Regions from separate parts of the Pan troglodytes genome. Here region 2 is linked to region 1. A link is a contact called in public HiChIP or PLAC-seq data. All regions are on one chromosome and are shown on one strand. Each heading gives the region's core, a stretch centred on a gene start, on an enhancer-like site or on the middle of the called end of the contact. The rest is flanking DNA. Distances are from core to core; before and after follow the strand shown. Region 1 holds the start of ZCRB1 (zinc finger CCHC-type and RNA binding motif containing 1). Region 2 holds the start of GXYLT1 (glucoside xylosyltransferase 1).

The links. HiChIP or PLAC-seq counts read pairs in DNA pulled down with a chosen protein or histone mark.
Region 2: an H3K4me3 HiChIP or PLAC-seq map of stem cell-derived excitatory neurons shows a contact between it and region 1, with 6 times the contacts expected there. The contact joins the promoter of GXYLT1 here to the promoter of ZCRB1 in region 1. A contact is called at or near these places in 2 of 7 Hi-C or Micro-C datasets (blood and stem cell-derived neural progenitor cells) and 1 of 1 datasets of contacts at active chromatin or transcription factors (stem cell-derived excitatory neurons).

The regions. Positions count from the first base shown.
Region 1 is chr10:53,520,636-53,524,901 of NHGRI_mPanTro3-v2.0_pri, reverse strand. ZCRB1 (zinc finger CCHC-type and RNA binding motif containing 1) reads right to left here and starts at 1,955. Exons shown (of 8, transcript XM_001167603.5): 1 at 1,726-1,955. It overlaps PPHLN1 (periphilin 1), which reads left to right and starts at 1,844. Exons shown (of 12, transcript XM_063785757.1): 1 at 1,844-2,031.
Region 2 is chr10:53,698,819-53,703,084 of NHGRI_mPanTro3-v2.0_pri, reverse strand. It overlaps GXYLT1 (glucoside xylosyltransferase 1), which reads right to left and starts at 1,756. Exons shown (of 8, transcript XM_001167787.7): 1 at 1,226-1,756. The coding sequence starts at 1,446.

The DNA.
Region 1 (4,266 bases), core at 706-3,205:
GGTGCAATGGCGCGATCTCGGCTCACTGCAACCTCTGCTTCCCAGGTTCAAGCAATTATCCTGCCTCAGCCTCCCGAGTAGCTGGGATTATAGGCATCCACTACCATGCCTGGCTAATTTTGTATTTTTAGTAGAGACAGTGTTTCACCATGTTGGTCAGGCTGGTCTTGAACTCCTGACCTCAAATGATCCACCTGCCTCAGCCTCCCAAAGTGCTGGGATTACAGGCATGAATCACCACACCTGGCCTAAACCAAGTATTATTAATTCCAAATAAAACCAATACATCAGACCAGTCTGGGTATTATTTGGAAAAAAACAAAAAACAAAAACCAATAAAGTATTAACAATCACCGATTTAATTATGCCAGATGTGTACACCTTCCTTACATTTTAGGAAGTTAGGAACAATGACTCCAGCAGGCTGAATTAAGGAATTCCTTTTTCCCAGTCACCACTTAAAAAAAATTCTTTTTTGGTTCTTCTTCTTTCAAGTATTCTTTATACCAACACTTTCAGTGCCAGATTGTATGGGTAGGGAGACGGGTTTTAAATAGATGAAGGAAAAACCCTGAGGCTACTCCTAACTTCCACTCAGACTATGAGCAAAAAAAATGCTCTAATGAATATGTACTGTATATGTACAATACCTGCACCTTGCTTACCCAGGTCAGAAAGAGCATGGGGACTCAGACAGAACCTTAGCCACTGATTTTTGCTAATACACAGTCATGCTATGCTTAATGAAGGAGGTATGTTCTGAGTGTTACGTGATTTCACAGTGCAGACATCACAGGGTGTACTGAGACAAACCTAGATGGTCTAGCCTATTGCTCCTAGGCTACAACCTGTATAGCATGTTAATGTAGTGAATAATGTAGACAGTTGAAACACAATGGTAAATATTTACATAGCTAAACACAGAAAACGTACACTAAAAATATGGTACAATGTATTACACTCTTAGGAGACCACTGTGGTATATGTGGTTTGTTGTTAATCAAAAAGTTGTTATGCTGTGCATGCCTGTACTATGGCTGGGTACCTTTTTTGCTTGTCTTAATATTTTTTTTCTCTGGAGTGGTGTGTTAAGAGGAAAATTTTCTTTTCCCCTTTTAGTATGATGTTAAGGAGTAAATTTAAGCTTTATGTATCGACAATATAAACTTCTTTCGAAACGCTAATTTTGCTTATTGCCAAATTATGAAATGATACATTATATAAATAGGCTTGGTGCCTCGAAGAGACAGACCTGTAGGTATGTGTGTATATGTATATAAAGTTTACAAATGTAATCAGTAATTTTCACATTTTATCTTACAAAGTCAGCAAATTACCGTGAAAATATCAGGCTCAACCAAATTCAAATTTCTGATTTAAAAAGAGCGTGCGGTGTGTATTTGAGATGGGAAGATCAACCATCACAAATGGAAAAATACTGACTCTATGGCATGCCAATTCGTGAAGGAATGAGAAAACTGCCTCACGTTTGGTGTTATGGGGGAATTATTTAGAAAACTTCAGGAACTCAACATAGATACGTCGCTTTTTAAGTTTCTCATTTGAAACTATGCGTTACACGTTCTGCTGAGAGCCGCGAAGGCAGGCAGAGGTTAACGTCCTGGAATAAAAAGGGTGGCGGGAGAGAGGGGCAGAGCGTTTTGGCAGCCGAGTCTGGGGAGGGAGCCCCGCAGGAGAGAAGGCCGCAGCTGAGGAGGCGTTTACCTTCAGGTGGGTTGGGCCTGGGAGACCAGAAGAGTGCGAGCCCTCGGCTCAGCTGGGGCTCAACCCCGACTCTTCGTAGCCGCTCGCAGCGGCCTTGGCATCACGAGTCCTGGGAGGAGTCAGGCGCGGAGAGCAGATAGCAGCAGCCACGGTGCTTCTTCCCGGCTGTTTGAGATCCGGGCCCCGAAGGCGGGCCCAGAGGCGAGCGCTTCGCTAACGTCATTGCGCGCGCCGGAAGTACTTACCTGGGATAACGGCGGCGAGCGGACGGCTGCATTTACGGGGTCTCCCGGAGGGCCAGAGTCGGTGAGCGCTTTTTACCTTTCCCAGAGATGGATGCAGAGCGTGTGCGGGCTGCTAAACGAGGGGGAGTGGGCGGGAGTTTTCTGTGTCGGGTCCTGGATTCTCCTGCCTTTGAATTGTGCGACAATTCTGCCCATGCGGTTGAGGGTGGAGAGACGCAGTGGAGTTTGGAATAAAGGGAAGTATTGAGTCTAAGATAGGGGTTCGCGTCTCTGTAGCGCCTTAATATGCAAGAAGACGACTGAGCTAGGTAACTTCAGTGACCCGAGAGGAGTCAGGAAGTCGGTAATTTTACTGAAGGTGTTCGCGGTACCCAGCTATTAAGGCACTTTGGGAACTACAAAATAAACAGACCTTTTATGTTTTGTTTTGTTTTGTTTTCTGGTGAAGATCTCAGTCTATTTGGGGAGACGAGGTCAACTTGGGGAGAGTTGGATTCACAGAATGACTCATCTTTAGTATGGGTATGGACAAATGTTGAACTTCTTGGCACCTTTTCTCTTCCTGTAAATCTATAATGGCTACGCACTGCTTTTTCTCTAAGAGGCCATAACATGCCCACCATTCCTACAGAAAAATCAGAACGTAATGCAAGGTAATTTATACTTCTACCTACCAGCACATACAGACCAGGCCTCTAACCACTCCCTGGGAGCCTGCGTTCCAGCAGCCTGGAACCCACAGCCTCTCCTGGAGCCTGCACAATCAATCCAGAGTGAAGCCGATGTCTTCTATAGAGACGGAAGTACAATCCATCCAGGGCGCAGCTGAATTTTGAGAGGCCTGAATGCCTCCGTGGCCGACAGGAGACCGCTGGCACTAATTCTCTAGGCATACTTGTGGCCAGCCAAACTTACCATGCTTTACATCTCTGTTATCCTTGGTTACCGCCCAAGATGTAAGCTTCTGTGGTCTTCTGTGCTATAGTCTCATTTCCGTGCTGCTTTGTGCTTTCTTTCGACTTAGGCTATCACTGCTTCTTCGTTTCTTCCCCATTTAACCCCTCAACACCCCATCTGTGCTTTCTGAAACCTCTATTTCCTGCTTAAACTATTTTACATATTCAACTTCTTTAGTGAAATTCTCCTTCATCTCCTAACCTTAACTATTGATAACACGTAGATTTTCCTGCCAGCCATTTCAGTTGAGCCCTTTCTCTGACCCTGCATTTAAAGTTTGGGCATGGCTGTAGCCGTGTTGAACGGATTTCAATTCCTCAGAATACTTTCTTCCCTCAGTATCTTCACAAAGGCTCTTTTCTCTCTCTGGGACATTTGAGCTCCCTGTTTCCTCCTATCTTTTTCTGGATAACTTCTATTAAAGATCTGAGTTTAGCTGTCACTTTACTTGAGGGGTATACCCTAACTTCCATAGAGTTAGGTATTTTTGCTATGTACTCTTAGCTGCCCTGCACTTCCCTCACGGCATTTATCACACGTATCTTAATTGCTTCTTTGCCATCCCTACTAAGCGAGACTGTCGGTGAGGGACTGTGTTTGTCTCGTTTATCTTTGTAACTCCAGTAGCTAATACAGTTCTTGGCACATAAGACAGTCAGTTATTTCTTGAATGATTGCAGGTGCTGAAGGTATGGTCTCAGAGATCAGGCAGTTAACGTTAATGAATACTTCACCCGTAGAAGGGGTCACCTGCCACTCAGCTACAGCTGATTGTGGCTATGTGAGAATATGATCCCAGTTTTGCCAGAACATCTAATTTTTTCAAAAAAAGTTGGAAATACCATTTTTAAAAAAGCATCCTCTCCCAGTTTTTAAATGTTGTCAGTGGAATAGAATTTTATTAAAAAAAAAAAGTGGGTCAAACACAAGTCTCATATGGCCTATCAGTCACTAGTTTGGAATCTGTTTTAAGTCTTGTAGGGTTTATATAATGGGCTTTGTGGAGAATAATAGATTTTGAGTTGGGCCTTGATGGACCGTTGGATGTTGAATGAGAGAATGGAAAAAGATATCCCGTTTGGAAAATAAACAGCTCCGTGGTAGTATGTGTTAGTCTGTTTGTGGCACAGTAAGGAAACAGGCATAATTATATGCTTTTGGAGAGAATAGAAGGTTAGATATAATAGAAGGAGGCATATGGAAGATAGAAGTTTGGATTTATTATGATTAATAAAAAACCTCTTGGATTCTTGATCCTGGAAACTTCACATTATGAATATGCGTTAACAGTTGATTATCCTTTTTTAGGGTAAAATGGAGGGTAAAACACTGGAAGGAG
Region 2 (4,266 bases), core at 507-3,006, 180 kb before region 1:
CCCATATAAAAATAATTCCTTTTCCATAATTGCAAATGCTTCACAATAACATACTAGGCCATAAACAGTTTAGCTTCAACCTGTCATTTTTCACGAGCTCATTCAAGTCTTCAGTGACTGCTTTCTCCCAGGACAGACAACTGAGGGTCCTGATGTAGGAATTACCCTGACTGTAATCAAATCTCAGGGTAAAAACATGACAAGTCCGCTTTCCACGCTGCTCCTCTGCCCAAACTCCCCTTTCATTCTGGGAATGACCATCAACTCTCAAAATGATGTTAAACAACAGCCCACAACTGATCTATACTCCCTCTTCCGACAAACCCTATACTTCTCTATATCAAAGCAGCATTTGCCAAGTCTTGGTAGGGAGCACTTCAGGTCGTTCCCAGAGAGATGCCCATACATAAGGTGGAAGTGTCCATGTTGCAAGGCAGTGCAAACGCTCAGATTTCAAGCATTCATAATGCGTTGACAGAAACCTTTTTTTTCTATTTAAATCTCATGTTGATTCCCACTCTGGCAGTGATTACGTCCTAAGTCATTACGTCGCTTTTTAAATACCAATTTGTCAACAAAGGTAACTCCATCCCATCCAACAACAGACTTGAGCACGCCAAGTATCGCTCATTTTTCTTAATTTGCTCTAAGTTTCTTAATAAACTGAGTGTTTCCAAAAGAAAATTTCACAACCCGCACAAATGCCATTTCCAAATTTAACTAACCATGGCTAATACTCAGAAGTGTAAGCGTTAACACAGGAAAATCAGCATGATGGACAAAATACACACACATATACACTCACACACACACACACAATCCTTAAACACTGAACTAGGGCGCCAGCCTCATGTTTAAATATCTCAACTTGAACTCCACTGAAACAAGAGGAAATTCTCACTAGCCAGGCAACAGTAAGGCTTTTGTGGACACCTCTTATTTTCAAAGAACCCTCTTTTTAAAAAGTTGAAAATTAATTTCTAACTGCTTTAAAGGGCGCATGACTGGGTCAAAAGATAAACACAGAAAGTGTAGGACACTCTCAGGCGGGAGCAGCGCGGGTTTAGCCCCGGCCGGAGGAGAAGGAGGGAAATGAGTGAGGGGTCAGAGACAGGAGGAAAGACGCGGGAGACGCGGCACCCACCGGCGAGCAGCCCGGGCTAGGCCGAGCCCGCGCCCAGCGCCCCGCGCCCGCCGCGTCCCCCACACCGGGAACTGCCCGTACCTGTCCGACACGCCGGGATGCGCTGCGGGGCCCGCGACGCCGGCGCCTCTCACGGCGCCGCGTCCGCCGCCCGCGAGCCAGGAAGCCACTGCGGCCTGCGGCTTCCCGCCACCGCCGCCCGCTCCTTCTTCCAGGGACACGGCGAGCTGGCTGAAAGCGTAAAGGAGCGAGCAGAAGCCGCAGGCCACACACAGCACCACGACGCGCAGGTAGCGCCGCATCGCCCCGGCCGCGCTCCTCCTTCTCCGCCGCCGCCGCGCCCGCCCCGACGAACTGGAGCGGAGGGAGGGGCACCGCGCAGCCGCGGGCGCAACAAGTTCCTCACCCGCAGCCGCCCCCGCCGCCGCCTTGCGCCCGCTCCCTTCCTTCCCTCCCCGCCCACCACCTAGGCGAGCGCAGTCGCGGCTCCGGAGCTGAAGGACTACCCGCCCGGAAGACTGGACACCGCCTCTGCCGCCGCGCGCTCAAGGGTCAGCGGCAGCGACGCAACCCCGCCCCTCCCCCGGGCGGGAGGGCTGGACGCGCCGGCGCAGTTCGCGTGGGAGGGACGCAGGGCTGGCGCGCAGAGGATGGTGTGAGTGCGCGGAACGCGGCGCGCTTGAGGGCTATAGCCAGCGCAGGCCGACGCGCAGGTGAATGGGAGCCCTGTGGGTCTCGACCGCCGAGAGAGGGGGAGCGAAAGCCTCAGGGCTCTGGAGGCAGTTGACCTAAATTCTAATTATGGTCCTTCCACATGGTAGTTTGTGACATTGGGCAACCTAAATTCTCTGAGCATGTTTCTTCGTCCCTAAAATGGAGCTACTATCCTCATCATGGGGTGGTTGTAAAGATTAAACTGTTTAACGCTCGAAAGCCGCCTAGCACTTAGAAGACACTTGACTAGGCCAGTTTCCTCTCCATCCTCCCCCAGCCTCTAAGTTTCTGTGATACTATAATGTGCACGAGCCATTTTCACCCAGATAAGCTCATTGCTTCGTGTGTTTGGTATGCGGACCTTACCTCTTGCCTCCCAGCAGACAGTGAGTTCCTGTAAGGCAGGGCTCTTCCCTTTGACCTTTTTGGCCTCCCTCACAACTCATTATTTTCATGTGCAAAACAATTAGTATTCTCTCCACAGAGCTTCTTTCTTCCCCAGTTCTTCTCCCTCTTCTTCTGTGTTTCCACTACGTTCATTCATTGACCATTTATAAAGCATCACTTGTGCCAAGCTCTGTGTGAGTACCTAGGGGTATAAAGAGGCCTAAGTGGAGCGTGGGTGGGACAGCGGATACTTGTAAATAAGCGCAACGCAGTGATAACAGACTTAAGATCCAGGCCTGTAAGGGTGTGGGCATACACACAAAGGAACAATCAGTTCTATCTGTGAGTATGGTCAAGAGAGACTTCATAGCAAAGGTGGCGCTAGAGTCTTGAGTCGGGTAAGGGAAGTAATTCCAGGCTGAAGGATCAATAAACAGGCTCTTGTGTAGGGAACTGTGTGAAGTTTGATACCACCAGCTAAGTGAATGCAAGAGAGGGTATGATGAGCGATAAGCGCGTAGAAGGGGCCAGATATTTGAGTGCTTTGTTTAGCACACCAAGGAGTTTGAATTTAATCTGCAAGACATTAGTGAACCATTGAAGGGTTTTTAAATAGGGAAGTAACATGATCACAATTGCATTTTAGAGAGCAGATTCTGGCTGTAATGTGGAGGCTGAAATAGAGAGAGGAGAGATTGGAGGCAGAAAGCAGCACCAGTGCCAAAAAGTGAGGGAAGGGATACTTAAAAATACACACACACACGAACACACATTCATGGGGAAAAATCATGCGTTTAACTGCTGAAATTGCATCTGGGGCGTTGAAAAGTTTGGCCATGAGATACAAGGTGGGGAAATGCTGCGCAAAATAGTAGCAGTCTCCATTTGGATCCTTGGCTCCCTATACCAAAAAAGTAGTGGTTCTGTAACCATGATAAAGTCACTAAACAAATTTAAGGTTCAACTTCCTTCCCTTCTTGCTTTACCTGATAAAAAATGAACATTAGCATGCTATCAAGATGTGTAAAGAGAATGAGAACACACATTTATGCATTCAATAAACATTTATTGAACATATTCTACATGCCAGACAAGGGGCTCTGATGCAGAGTATTCAGAAATAAAAGGAGTGTACTGCTCTCAAAGGGAAAACAGGCAAATAGAAACCACAAGAATACTAAATTAATACTTCCACTACACCTTACACTTCTTAGAGAAATGAAGATAAACTTAACGAAGTACCCAGAATGATAGGAAAAGCATTGATAAGAATGAAAATACCTTTTGAGAGAAAGCTGAAAGATATGGTACCAAGAAACTAGAGTAAGAGCTAGTACTCAAAAAGTGTTTAATTTAAAAGATACTAACTATAACTGTTCTCTATTTCAACAAAGAAACTAAACGTAGTAATAATTAAGAATAACTCCTTGACCCACAGATGGTTAAAATAATGGAATGGCAAAAAGAGAAGGCAAGCAGTTTTCATTTCTGCAACAATTTTATGAAAAGAGCATATCAGGAAAAATAGCCACTCATTTATTGACGTCAGGGTACTGGACCATATCATCCTTTTAGGTTCCTTCTAATCCTGTAATTTTCTGTTGAAAAATTATATAAACCATTCCAAAAATAGAAATGATTTTTCTGTTACTCACACATCATCTTAACTGGTTATCTTGGAGGAGCTGTGTGCATGCTGGCATCCCCTCTAATTATTAACCGGATTTACACGTTGCATTTTGATATTCCTAAAATTAAGTTAATGAAAACGCTTTAACATATTTGATGTCACAACAGTTAGGTGTTTCTTCCATGTACTGCGTGAAGGTATGTATTCCTAAATCTATTTTTTTCTCTCTATACCAGTCTCTTAATTCTCTAATGATAGACTGATATCCAAATTTTTAATCCATGTTGACCTTCATTCATCGTATCAAATAGGTAAATTTAGGTGGAGAAAAAGTAATTTAAAATTATCAATATTTGTTGTTTAGGAGATAGAGATCTCCATGATCTGGAAA